2 separate regions of the Hordeum vulgare genome follow, and region 2 is linked to region 1. Evidence: chromatin contacts called from public Hi-C data. All regions are on one chromosome and are shown on one strand. The core of a region is the stretch at or near the end of the contact, and the rest is flanking DNA. Distances in the headings are between cores, read along the strand shown. Region 1 holds the start of LOC123403910 (protein NBR1 homolog). Region 2 has its middle 320 kb from the start of LOC123403910.

Evidence for each region. A called contact is a pair of places that touch in the nucleus more often than the background predicts.
Region 2: a Hi-C map of leaf shows a contact between it and region 1, with 4 times the contacts expected there. The contact joins the enhancer-like site here to the promoter of LOC123403910 in region 1. A contact is called at or near these places in 2 of 6 Hi-C or Micro-C datasets (leaf and an unstated tissue) and 1 of 1 datasets of contacts at active chromatin or transcription factors (embryo).

The regions. Positions count from the first base shown.
Region 1 is chr6H:326,092,033-326,099,218 of MorexV3_pseudomolecules_assembly, forward strand. LOC123403910 (protein NBR1 homolog) reads right to left here and starts at 2,165. Exons shown (of 7, transcript XM_045097820.1): 1 at 1,846-2,165; 2 at 1-80. The coding sequence starts at 1,917.
Region 2 is chr6H:326,414,760-326,422,535 of MorexV3_pseudomolecules_assembly, forward strand. No RefSeq gene overlaps it. Among protein-coding and RNA genes, the nearest start is that of LOC123403910, 320 kb to the left of the region's middle. Within about 2 kb of position 6,457, at least 2 of the 3 cell types and tissues checked have open chromatin away from gene starts, as enhancers often do. A contact at or near this core is called in leaf, where this site is marked.

The DNA.
Region 1 (7,186 bases), core at 915-3,414:
CGAAGAGCAGATAGATTCAAAGTGAAGTGTGTTCCGTTGACATAGCCATTGAACCTCTTAAGTGTGTCACCATATTTGACCTGGAATATGGAGAAGGGAGAAATGAGAACCCTATGATAGAACACAATTAGATCATATGACACCCAAACCATGAGGACATCATAATGATCCAAAACGCAACCAATTTTTACACGACCTCAATGCATAGCTAAACTATAAGAGATCAGGTCAAAACAATGGTCGAAGAACTCACTAGTCCTTATACTACATAAGTCGAAGGACAGTCAAACGAGCAATACTCAGAGAGCATATGGTGATGGTAATATATGGTACAGACATCATGCCCAATTGGTAAGCAACATAAGAGGATAGCTCATATTTACTTTCAGTTATGTTGGCAGCTACGCTATGCTAGAGGAATTTGATGTCCAGAGCATAACTTTCCTTATAGCTAGAGGTACTGATATCAAACTGAATGGTTGCATTGATCATAATTTCTTCTCTTCTACCAATTAGGTAAGAGAATAAACTACTCAATGATAGTGCAAGTCTTATGGTTCTAGATTATAGATGTACAAAGACTGATCATAATTTCTTCTCTTCTATCAATTAGGTAAGGGCCATAATGAAAGCATAGTTTACACAAATGTACAGAGAGAAAATGTACCAATTTAACTTACATGACAGTAGCCTATGCGAGGGTCAAAACATAATTAATCAAAGAGTCTATTGAATCAATTTAGCTTATGTGACGAGCTGATGGCAGCCTATACAAGAGACGGAAAACTACCATAGATAAGGTTGGTCTCTTAATGGATGCAATGTTATTAATCTCTCACTACACATTAAGAAGTAAGATGAAATGTAAACAAAATTAGACTCATCAATGACCAACCAATGTTGAACTCATAAAAATATAACTTGTTCATCAAGTCATGAAGTTACAAAATATACAGAAGGATCGATGCATGGGAATACTCAATCGGAAAGTTACTAGAGCAAACTACACAACTTTATTCAAAGAGCCATAAAGTGAAGGACAAGACTACCATGACATGTGATGGACAAAGGACTGGTCAGCTGACTAGTGATTACATGCATCGATGATACAATTAACCCCATAATCAAGATTCAATAAACAATATTTGATATCGGTACTGATATAGCAATTACAAGTTTTAACCCAGCAATAAACTGGATTTAATTGCTCAGATTTGAGCTTAGATGTCTAAAATATGAAGTGTTACTTTGTGCTACGCATATATACAATAGGCACCGATCCATGATCAAATAATAGTATGAAGTTGATCTGTCAAACATATTTTGGAGTAAAACAGGGTCAGGTGCATATTTTAGCAACAAACATGAGCAAGGCCGTGCCCGCAACGTCCATCGATCACTAATCCAACATATCACTTGCTGAGGCACACCAAGAGCATATCCCATTTTTACTCGAAAACAGATCCCGGAGAGAACGGCATACACGCGTTCCCTCGTACTACCAAGAAATATAGGAGCCTCAGCCACATCATGCGCACAACCTGTGTGATCAATCTTATTCTACACCTATTCGATTGTAAGAGATCAATTATATTTGACTAAACTATGGTTACTCCTAGAAAAAAGCTGCAGAAAGTAACCACAAAACCAAACACGTAAAATACGTCCGATAAGTGAGCAAACCCCAACCTCACACCTAAGCCACGCCCAATCAACCAGCAATCACGAAGCCGCCCCCTTGAACGACGCGAATCAAACCCCTCAAAAAGCGGTTCCCCTCTCTCGCACGTATCCCTTAATCACTGGGGAAACAAAACCACAGCTCAAGACCAAGAGAAGGATCACCTTGACGACGACGTCCCAGGGGTCGGGCCCCGACGCGAGGCCGTCGAACGGCGGCGCGCTCAGGCCGGACATGGCGGCAGAGAAACCCTGTGGGAGAGGCGGAGGACGCAGCGATCGTGTGGAGGAGCGGGTCAATCCTAGAGGAGACGAAGTTAGCGGCCGGAAACCTCGGACAGCGGCGGCGGCGTCGAGGGACGCGAGAGCTGCGTAGCCGTAAGCCGCAGCGGCGGTGGTGGTGGCGTGGGGGAGAGTGGCGATGTGCGGGTGCGGGCCAAGGCTCGGGTGCTAGAGTCCTCTTTTATCACGCCTTTTCCTTCGGTGCGAAGGATGGACACCGTTGGGGCAATTAAGTCGTGCCGGGTGGGGCCCAGGCGCCAGCGAGCGAGGCCTCGCACCGCCTGCCTGCGCGGGTACGAGGAGCTGAGTGTAAAACTGCCTAGGGGTTTCCTTTGGATTTCTGTGCGTACAGCGAGCGAGGCCTCGCACCGCCTGCCTGCGCGGGTACGAGGGAGCTGAGTGTAAAACTGCCTAGGGGTTTCCTTTGGATTTGTGTGCGTGGATTTCCTGTCAGACTTGTGAAGTAGAGGGTGAAAACGCATTTAACGCCTGTCCAGTGTCGCGTCGTGGGCTCCACGCGTGCGATCCATGTGTCAGCTGCAGGATACGGATAAGGGTTTCGAATTTTAACGTTATTTTAATTCTGCGGATCTTCTTTCTCCGCAATACGAGAGAACCTCTTGCCTCCTCGATCCGGCCCGATCCTCTGGGTCGATGACGAGTGGGCCCGCAATATAACCTTAGTCGGTCGGGATTCAATCGAGTGTTCTTTTTTTGTCTAATCGATTGATCCTATCAAAAAAGAAGTCATTCAGGCCTTGTTTGGTGCGCAGGGTTTGAGAAGGTTTGTAGGGGATTATTTTCGAGGGGATCAAAAACCACGCGATTTCGCGTATGTTCATTTAATGGACAGGGTTTGTGGTGAGCAAACCTCTTCAATCCTCTGTAATCCCCCTCGATTTTTTCCTACCCACGCGGCTCAGAAATCTTTTCTCATGGCTCACGGATTTAACAATTGAGGGGATTTGAAAGGATTGGGTGGAAGTAAGGGATTCACCCAATCCTCTGAAACCTCCCTACACAATCCTCCCCACCCCCTTCCTGCCAAACAAGGCCTTAATCCCCCTCGATTTCTTCCTACCCACGCGGCTGAGAAACCTTGTCTCATGGCTCAGGGATTTGGCAATTGAGGGGTCAGTGTAAATACCATACCTCATCCTAAGTCATCGAGGACGTGTTTGGTAGGCGCTGGGACTGGCCCGTGAAGCCTAGATAAACAAGGCCTGGTTGAGGTAAAACAGACACAAAACTAATATCTCCATTTAGTTTGGTTGTATGCATATACTCTTGCATGAGGTATCACTCTAGACATATTGTTTGGTTACCCATTTGTGTAAGCGCAAACATAGAGCGTAATGTTTGGTGGCATGCACCGGTTGTTATGTGGAAACATTTTGAACGCGGTGGTGAGGTTACGAGCATACAACGGCCTCAGGAAGAACACACATAACATAACATAATAGATATAGATATTGTGCCACAATTAAAACACACACATCAGTTTACACGCAAACCAGTTTGAGATGGAACTAAAAGCAGGGTGGGGCATGTCGGGTTGTCCTAAGGGTTCACGGCGAAGGTGTCGTTGTGTTTCCCGCACCTGGTCACCACTTCAATGACATCGATGACCTTCGGCATGTCGGGAGTGAGTAGCTTGAAGGTCATCATGAAGCCTATCTTGATTTGATGGACGGTGGCGAAGGTGGCCCAACCCTGATCGAGGGTGACCCTCCGTTCAACACATGAACGGTCACCCTCGAGGAGGAGTCAATGTTCGTCTTTAGCTTGAACTCATGTGACATTGACTCGAAGTGATTCGTGAAGTCCAACGACATAGGTATGGCCTCCAGCTGGGGGGCATAGTCACCTTGCGAAAGTTGGTTGGCCCTCCCACCTCATGGTAGTGGTCGTAGTTTTGGCGCTTGCCGCTCGAGGCTCTTCCAGCTCATCATCTTCCGTGCGAGGGCTCTGGACGGGCGTCACCTTTGCGGAAGGCACCACGTCCTTGCCCTTGTCTTGCCCCTTTGGTGGCACCACCTCCTTCCCCTTGCTCCACGTGTCGATCTGCATTGTGAAGAGGTTCAAACGGTCACGATCTGCAATATGAACATTGCAACATCGTCATTAAAACCTATCGCCCAGAACCCCTTTTATTTACCCAGCCTGACGGTCACCACTCCACCTATGTGTCACTCACTCTTCCTTCAACCCATCGCCATGAACTCCGACAACAAGTTGAACCCCAACCTCAACCCCAAGTCCCAACCCCATTCCCAACCCCTTCCCTTGGAGCATTGGATGAAGGGCATTCTTCCTAGGATGCTCGCTCGGTGACCGCACCAAGTTTGAGAACACCATGGCAGTGTGCTTAAACTTCAACAGCATGGACAAGCTGCACAAAGAATCAGACGATGTGGTGAAGAAGGCCACATCGAAGGAGTTGAAGACATTGATTCCTCACCCAGCGAAGGGCACTATGTCACTCGACATACTTCGTTGGACCATGAATTAGGCCGACTCTGGCGTTGCTGGATAGAGGGAAAAGTGGGCCAAGTACGGACAGTACCGACGTCCTCATGACCATCGTGCGGTAGTGTACTTCACCACAAACACTGTGGTGGTGCCGCTCGAGAAGGATCAAGAACTGGTGGCTATGGAGGTGGAAGAAAATGCGGTGGCCATGATTGTGAGGGCGCCAGAGCCAGGACACCAAGCATGCCCATCGAGATGGACTCCGACAAGGAAGAAGAGACGATGGTGCGGGTCGAGGAGAAGACCAAGAGAAAGTCCAAGGTCACCCGCCTCTCCAAGCGCCTCTGGGGTCCCCGAGGCTAAGATCTATGTGTATTGTGTAAGATGAACCCTAATCCCCATCCCTATTGTACTCAATCTGTATCAGGAACCTCCTATCTACCACTAGTCATGATGATGTTATGATACCCCGATTCCCCATTCCCCTAACGTGGATCAAACCTAAACTCGAATCGAATGCAAAGTAGTAGGTGCGGAGAGGGGGATTGCTTACCGCCATTGCCAACGTGTTTCGTCGTGGATGCCGATGAAGGTGGCCTGAGGTCGACTTGTTCTTCTTCAATCTACTGCATCCCCTCGCCGCTGTAGGTGAGTGGAGAGAGGGGAGAGTGGAGAGGGAGAGAGAGGAATGAGGGAAGATGAGTGTAATAACTACCACCGATTCGGGAAGCAATGTGGCTTCTCGAGGGTGGCTCCTCGCGGGCAGCCCCTGCCTCCCACGTGCCTCGCGAGGGCCTGGCTCATGAGAAACTGCCAATTCAAGCGTTCCTCGTGAGATAGACCCATAGCTGCTTTAAAGTTCATGCGATGCAGGCCCAATAGTGTATGATGGCAACCAATTAGCTCGTTTTCTCTCACACGGGCCTGGTTGGATCTTATGCGGGCAACCAAACGTGCCCCAAGATCTTAATAGGTCCATGTCTTGTCTTCCAACGCATGTCAACCCATCTGTGTTGGTTCTTGTCCTTCTTCCCACCCTCGTTGATGATATGTCTCCAACGTATCGATAATTTATAAAGTATTCATGCCATATTTACCTATGTTTATAATTTTGTATATGGCTTTTTATGCACTTTATATGATTTATTTACAACTAACCCGGACCGGTGTTGTTTTCAGCAGAATTATCGCGGTGGTCTTTTGTGTGCAGAAAACAAAAGTTCTTGGAATCGCCTGAAATTTTTTGACGATTTTTGGAATATATTAAAAATACGGAGCGAAGAACTGTCGGAGGGGGGCCACATGTTGGTGCCAAGCCAACAGGGCACGCCCACCGCCCTCCGCGCGCCCTGATGGCTCGAGACCACACTGTAAGGCAATTGAAGCCCTTCTTTCGCCGCAAGAAAGATGATAAAAATCCTCTCAAAATTTCAGCCCAATCGTAGTTACGGATCTCCAGATATTTTAAGAAATAGTGAAAAGCCAGAAAACAACAGCGAAACCGAGAAGAAAGCAGAGAGAGATCCAATCTCGGAGGGGCTCTCGCCCCTCCGGGCGCTATAGAGGCCAAGGACCAGAGGGGAGAGGCCATGGAGGAGGAATCCCAAGGGGGAGACTCTCTCCCCCACTCTTTCAGAGGCCTGACTCCTTGCTGATTGCGTTGGTTTCCCTCCAAGCTTAAAGGGTGATGTAGCACAACGATGACAACTATTTCCGTGAGTTATGAAACCAAGGTATCAATCCAGTAGGAAGATCCACAAGACTATGTAAGTAGCACCTGCACACAAATAGCAACTCCTCGCAACCCAACGCATGGACGGGTTATCAACCCCTCGTGGGTAAAGTAAGGTAGATTGATAGATGCAAATATGAGTGATAGCAAATAAAATGCAGCAAGGTATTTTGGTTTTTTTTATAATATAGTTCTGAAAATAAAAGAGCAAATAAAATAGACATGCGAATAGCAAAGTAGAGATTGCAAATAGATGATGTGAAGTAGACCCGGGGGGCGTAGGTTTCACTAGTGGCTTCTCTCGAGAAAATAACAAATGGTGGATATACAAATTACTATTGGGCAATTGATAAATGAGCAAATAATTATGACGATATTCAAGAGAATGATCAAGTATATAGGCATCACGTCTAAGACAAGTAGACCGACTTTTGCCTGGATCTACTTCTATTACTCCACACATCAACCGCTATCGAGCATGCATCTAGTGTATTGAGTTCATGGAGAAACAGAGTAATGCCTTAAGAACGATGACATGATGTAGACAAGATCTATTCATGTAGGAATAGACCTTGTCGTTTTCTCCTTGATAGCAACGATACATGCATGCCATGTTTATTTCTGTCACTAAGATTGAGCACCGCAAGATTGAACCCATCACAAAGCACCTCTTCCCATTGCAAAATAAAAGATCAAGTTGGCCAGACAAAAATCAAATATCAAAGAAGAAATATGAGGCTATAATAATCAAGCATGAATATGTTTTCATAGATTTAATCATAAACTCACAATTCATCGGATCCCAACAAACACACCGCAAAAGAAAGAGTTGCATCCCATTGATCTCCAAGTGACAATTGTATTGAGAAACAAAATGAGAGAGAAAGCCATCTAGCTACTGCTATGGACCCATAGGTCTGATATGAACTACTCACGCATCATCGAAGGAGCACCAATGGGGATGTTGAACCCCTTCGTGACCGTGTTTCTCTTAGGAACGAGCTCTAGATTGGATTTTGT
Region 2 (7,776 bases), core at 5,207-7,706, 330 kb after region 1:
GATTGTTGTGAATTGTCATGCCATGCCTTGCATAATTGAAATGGATATGCATCATATTAGGTTGTGCATCATGTCATGCATGTGCCATGGTGATTATTGCATGTTGATTCTTGTTTCCAGTTTGCTTCGTCTCGATAGAGTTCTGCAAGCGTGTTAGAATGTGAGGATCCGTTAGACTATGTTGGTTCGTCTGCTTCAGGGATTCGTTCTTCTTCATCCGGGATCACAGGCAAGATGACCATTTCCCTAGATACCATTACTAACAATGGCATGCTAGTTGTCTCGTTTCTTTTGTTATGTCTCGTTGTCTACGACCTGTTAAATGTCAGCCACTCAACATTGCCATGAAACCTTTAACCTTTCTATAACCTAGAAAACCATTGATTGCCTATGTTACTGCCTGCTTAACCACGTGTTAGAGTTGCTAGTTGTAGGTGCAGTTGCTTCCATGTGATAACATAGTTTTTTTGTTATATAACCATATAATTGCTAATTAATTTAATGGACCAATATACTTGGTAAAAGGTGGAAGGCTCGGCTTTCTAGTCTGGTGTTTTGTTCCACCTTTGCAGACTTGTTTCGGCTACCGGTGTTATATTCCATAATTGAGCGCTCCTAACATGATCGGGGTTGTTATGGGGACTCCCTTGGTAATTCGTCCTAGTTAAAGCTTGTCTGGCAAGGCCCAACTTTGGTACTACATTTGCCTAATAACTAATAAACTTGCATAGGGACCAATCGACCCCCGTGGATAATAAATCAACAACCCGGGCCAGTGCTCCGCATGAGCGTTGGTCCAAAACGGGCTTCCTGCAGGGCCACCACGAGGAAACTCGATGATTGGTTTTACTCGTAGCTAGTCCCATCTGGTCATGTCGTGAGAACGAGATAGACAACTGCTATTGGGTTCGATGACACGTCGGGCGGCTTTGCTGGACTTGTTTTACCTTTGACGAAATATCTTGTGCATCGGGATTCTGGTGATGCTTTGGTTTCTCTCAGAGTTGAGTTTTCCACTAAGGAGTCCGAGGAGATCATGAATTTCGTGATCGAGGCTTTCTATGCGGCTTGTGGTAATTTGTGATGGAGTAGTTGGAGCCCCCCTGCAGGGTTAAATCTTTCGGAAAGCCGTGCCCACGGTGTCGGCGATGCTAGGTCAACACCTATGGGGATCAACACGATACCCTTGTGATCGTAGGGCGGGAAGAACTACGTCAAGAAAAAACCTTACAATCAACACCCGGCAAGCCTTTTTACTCATTTTCGGGTTGCTTATGCGTAAAAGCCTACGTCCTGCTCGTATGATCGTCTTAAGCGTTCCTTTGTTGTTCGTTTAGAATGATGATAAACGTCTTCTTGCCTAATCTCCAAATAGTCTAACCCCTTGTTAATGAGCTAAGGTCCTCCTTTTATAGGCAAAGGCGTCACCTACAATGCTCGATGGTAGGTTCACGAGATGTTACAGTGAACCTACAGCGGCGCTTATCCATCTACTGTTGTCACGGGCATTAAATGCACGTCTTCTCTATGTCAGCTAAGTGGTGGTGAAGACATGTGTCCAGGTGTTTCGACACCTGGACGCCCCGCTAGCGCGCGTGGAATGCGGTGGAACTCGGGGCGGCGGTGGCACTATGGCTAGGGCGGTCGCCCTCCGGTGTGCTACCACGTCATCCCAGCAAGGGTGCTTGCCGGGGACTTGGCTGTCTCGTCCTGGCAAGGAGGCTTGCCAGGGGCTTCGGCTGTCTTCCCGACAAGGGAGGCTCGTCGGGGCCTTGCCCTAGGTGCGGTCATCACGTCCATTATACGGACGTGGCCTTGGGTGTCATCCCGGCAAGGCAGGCTTGCCGGGGCTTTGGATACCTTGCACTACAAGGAATATGCTAATACACGACGCTATTTTTTCGTCGCTACATCGTCACGGTTTTTAATTTACGATGATCTCACGACGAAAAACCAAGCGTCGAAAACGGAGCATCACAAATGAACAGCGGCGACGTTTTGATCAAAATCGTTGTAACTTTTACGATGATTCCAGGATTGCCGTAACCTTTACGACGATCCTAAATCGTCGTTGGAAATCTAACCCTGGCAGTCCTACGTGGCAAAATTACGACAAAATCAAAACGTCATGGTTGAAATCAGCCCAGCCCATTTCAATTGATCACATGGGCTGGTTTTATTTTTTTTGGGATTTTCTTTATTGGACTTCTTTTTGGGCCTTAGCCTATTTACAACCACTTCTAGTATTTTCTTTTTAATTATTTATTATCATTATAATTTAGACCCTGGCCTTTTAGTGCCCAAATACATTTGGTCCAGTTCCAGTTTTGGCCTTTTCTTATTTTTGATTTCCACAACTTTTTATTCCAGAACTTGGTTTCATTTCTATTTGTTGGGCCTTTTCAACCCAATTATTTCTCTAATATTAAATCCAACAGTATTCATATTCAGATCAAGGAAACTGCAAGTCGAATAAAAATCATCCATCATATAACATCACATAATACATCTCCCAAGTTTACATAACACAATAACTCATCTGATGAATACATTTCCTTTCATAGGAATATAGCAAAAATGGATAGAATTGCACAATAGACAAATGACACATGTGCTAACAATGGAGTTCATTTCACTATCCCATGAGACATAGGTTCAAAAAAAATTATGTCGTGTTGATTTAGAAGTCCCAAGTAGGCATCATCGACATCTTCTCACCACTTTCCTAGTAACTTCAAATCACAAAATATATCCATTATACTAGATGTCAGAGTTGTATAAAAGCTGCTAGTTATAAAAAAACATTATATACAGTTTTATAAAAGCTGCAGTACTAAAACAATGCCACTACCATAAATAAAACAAACACTTCAACAGAAAACAGTCTAAAACCAACTCCACCATTCAGATAAAAAGCTTCCAAAAAATGTCAGAAATGGAAGAAACATTAGTCGAGAAGATCAATAACAGAAACGTAGTGACATGGGAATGGTACGGCAGTGCTGCGGTGGACACATGGCATCCACATCAGCCAATATCACGTGCAAAACCACCTATGGGTGAAAAACAGGAGGATTTCATAGTTCGAGGTAGCAACTCTGACAGTCTTAGAGTTCGGGTGTCAAAAATGAACTTTTGACGAGTTTGGGGCCAAAAGGTGGACTTTTATTAATATTATCCGACAGGTGTATTTGCATAAAACACTGATCAGACTAGTGATATTTATGCAAATTAACTGGGGAACTAACACTGATCAGACTAGTGCTATTTATGCAAATCAACTGGGGAACTACTTGTGAGTGGTATCAGATGGCTAATACTAGTGATGTGGAATTCATTTTCAACACAAAATCAACCCATCTCAAAGCTTTAGACCGTATATAGTGTAATATGCACGGAAGGAATGACATTATTTATTATCATAATAGAGTTTCATTCGATGACCCAACTCAAAACGAACACTTTGTACTTCATTGGAATGAGTAGTATAACCTATAGCTAGAACTGAACATGTGTCGTGAAGTGAACAAGAATGAATGATAATACGTAGATACATGTATAAAGTATGACAGAAGCTATAAATCATTGGCGATCTCAATACCATCAAAGCTAAGAATAATATCACAAGGTTGCATGCATCTAGATTCAGGAGCAGTTGGTTCAATTCTTCTGATACGAACACCCTTTTGGTCAGATTTCTTTCCCATTGCCTTACAGAGATCAGGATTTTGCATTTTCTGCGATTCTATCCCAAGTATAGGGAAACCTGGCAGGAGAATGCAGGCAAAAGGTCAGCTAGTTGGATGCAAAACAAAGAAGATTATACATGTCAAAAAAATACAAGAGAACTAATTAGCACAGGACGTTTTTTTAAAACAAAAGCAAGCCCTCCATCCATCAAAAGATTGACGAGGTTATAAGAGAGAAAAAACAACATATCAAGGTTTTTGAGTCGATGAGTCGTTCTGGGGTAGCGACTCATGATGAGTCGAGCCTGGCAAATCGACTAGTCTCAACTAGTCAATGGGTTTGAGTCAACCTTGGCATTGCAAAATCAGGATAGATGTGCTTATTGTAGAGAAAAAGATATCATTATTCTATTTGAGTCCCAAAGGAACGGGTCGCAAGATGACATGAATTATTATGAAATTTAGGCTATCATTTGAATATTATGTTCACACAGGCTCAAGATGTTTTGAACGACATTGTACCTGCAAATATCTATTAGAACATGCATAGAATGAGTCCATTAGGACGACAAATAATTCACAAAGTATATTCTAGAAGTATATAGCTACAATTGGGATGTTTCAGTCTAACAAAATTTCCAAGCGCAACCTAAATAGATAAATTACCTAATCTAGTGGAAGCATATGGCAGAGGTTACGTTATTCACCGTGGGAGCAGTTAGCAAGTTCTTACTACAGATCAATGAAAGAATGCTTGCAAACCCTATTAACAAACTGGCTGAGAGAAAATCCATTGCAAACCCTCTGCGGCCGGAGGGGTGCAGACTACCCTAGAACACCTGAACATGTACGTTTTTCCAGCCATAGAACATTGGGAATCATAAACAAAGAATCGCCAACTAACAAAGCATTAGAGTATCATATTTCTCTTAACTGAACAATAGGATCACTGCTATAACTATAGTCTTTAGGACGAAATTTAAAATAAACATTCTGGCTGAGAGAAAATCCATTGCATCTATTGTGTGATCACCTTCATGGTCTAGCATCTTCAAGCTTTCACGAACCTCAATGGAGATACCCATAACTCCTCCCTGAAACGGATGAAACACATAAGTTTTGCTAAACTGGGACATGGTATTAACCTTTTTTGCTTGATATTCTTCAAGATACAGCAAATCCAAAACACGTGAATTGTATGGTATTATTCCCTCTTATATAAATCTGTCATGAGTACTGCACATAGTTGGACATCGACAATACAATATATTGTTGATCATATTTTTTTGCATTAATCTACCGCGAAGCAACCCAACGAGGCCGCCATGATCTAGCAAGCCGCGCGCGCGGAAGGGCAGCAGCGGCGCGGATGATCCAGCAAGCCATCGCCGCGAGATGGAGCTTCTCCCATGTCTTGCCCAGGTTGATGATGTAGATGCCTAGGAACCACAAACAAGGAACAGACGCCTCAATTTTCTGTAAAGAAGATAATGCAAGAAGTGTAGGAAGTCTAAAATATAGCCAATGATGGAGTTGACCATTGAAGCAACATGTTTGAAAACAGATTTCTGGATATCTAGAGATCAAGTGAATGGAAATCTATGATAACTAAGCAAAAAAAAATTAACTTCTTGTTTCTAAATATTGTTATGAACCTTGCAAGACTTCTTTGCCCAGTTTTAGGGGATGCACAAGGTCTAATTTTGTGGCATCTCACACGAGGTAAATGCAGAACTATACTTTCTATTCCCATACCTTTTGTTACAACCATGTATATGCTCCAACCATCCCTGTTCATACATGTTGAGTTCCGTGTATCGGCTTCTGTGAGGCAGACAGAGTTTGGGGGCATGCATGTGACAATGGATCTATTCTATTGCTACGACTGAAGAAACATTTTAAAATTGAATAAAAATATATTTGAGAGGCTTATGTTTTGTTTTTGTTGTTTCAAACTACAGAGAACCTTGCATATTTTCTGGACACTGTTTACTCTTGGAAGTCCCCTCGTTATGTATTCTTAATCACTGTTGAACATTGATGATAGCCCTATATAGAGCCTTACATGTTTAGTTTGGGCAACATGCCTTCTGATGCTGTTACCTGAAATAACAATTGTAGAAGTGGCTATCTGATGCTGTTTTAGAATGCCCCAACGATCACTGATAAAGTTTCTGCATCAGGGTGGAAATGAAAGGAAATCACACATACTATTACAGAGCCTGACAGGCTAACACTCTAATTCGACAATGGAGGGAGTTGCATATCATCAGGTGATTTACCTTCCCTTTGGTGCTGGCGACATGGATGACCTTCATCCGCGCGATGGGCTCCTCCAGCTCGAGGATCTGAAGAACGAAATCCATCCGGATCAGACAAGAAAATCCACGCGATGCACACGAGGAGGAGGAGGAGGGTGGAGGGGAGGGACCTGGAGGTAGCGGTGCATGAGGTCCCACTAGTTGCCATGGTTGCTGGTGTGTGCTCGCACCTTCTGCGTGATTAGCGAGGAGAGCCGGACCAACACCTACTCGTACTCCCCCTCCGCCGCGCCACCTTCTGCGTGCCGCGCGGAAGCGGCGGCGGTGGAGGAGGACTCCATGGCGTGGGGGAGGAGGCGAGCGGGGAGAGGAGGAGGAGGAGGCGGCGGAGGGCTGCGAGAGGGGGGTGAAGCATGGGCGGCGCGCGGTGCCTGAGAGGAGAGAGCGTGGGACAGAGATATTTCCCCTAGTGGATGGGGTCGCGGCGTGGGGTGAGGCTGTGGGAGGATTTAGGGTTAGATGGGGGTTAAATACCCCCCCGGTTAGGTGGGCTGACTGGGGCTGGCCCAGTTTGGGCCAAATGGGTTTCTTTCTTTCTTTTTATTACATGTTTCTGTTTTTATTTCATTATTAAACAACTTTAGTTTTATAACAAATATGCCCGTGCGTTGCAATGGGTGACAAAAGTATTACGTTATAGCCAAATAAGTATGTCTCAATACCCCGACATATGAGCATCCTCTATTTTTGTACTTAACACGGTGGCCCATCATGTTGCCACTTATCTTTTCTTCCATCCTCGTCAATTATGGTCGTGGTTAAATTTTGTTGGTTGATGCCCACTATCTTTTTTCTGAAATGCATGGACAGTTTTTTACTTAGTCTATGAACTTTTTAAAATGGGGAATAAATTTTGAAATTCAATATTTTTTTAGTTTTTCTCAACGTTATTTTTACTTCATAGACATTTTCTTCAAATTCACTAATATGTTTTGGATAAATGGTCATTTTAAAAATTATGAACATTTTATATTTGCTGAATATATTTTTCAAAATTATGAATCATTTTATAACATGTGAACAATTTTTAAAAATCATCAATTTTTTAAACCGTGAACGTTTTATTATTTCTTGAACCTATGTTTCAATTCTGGAACATTCTATGGTTTCATGAACAATATTTTCCAGAACTCAAAAAATTGGAATTTTGAAAAATCATGAATTAGTTTAAAGAAGTACAAAATAAATGGTATAATAAAACATGGGCTGGCACATGAACTCGTGTTTGCTGCTATAAAAAGAGAAAATCAGTGTCTGTGTGATCAAGTTTTCTCGATTGATGTAAACATATTTCTTTTCTAAAATGCATGGACAGTTTTTTATTCGGTGAACTTTTTTTGAATCGATGATTTTTTTGTAAATGGGGAATGACTTGGGTATTTGATTTTTGAAAATTCATAGACATTGTGTGAATTATTTTATAATATGCAGACATTTTTTAAAATCATCAACATTTTTTGAATCCGTGAACATTTTCTAATTTTCTGAACCTTTGTTTTAATGTCCAAATATTCTATGATTTCATGAACATATTTTTCAAAACTAAAAAAATTGGAATTTTGGAAAATCATGTATTAATTTAAATAAAAAATATATTGAAATAATAAAACATGGGCTGGTCCATTAACCCATGTTTGCTGCTATATACAAAGAGAAATAATAGGGATGAAAAAATGTGTGCCTACAAGGCGTCGAACCTGGGCGTGTTGTGTGGAAGGCAGCCGCTCTAGCCACCAAACCGAGCGCGTGCTCATGATTTTTAGTTC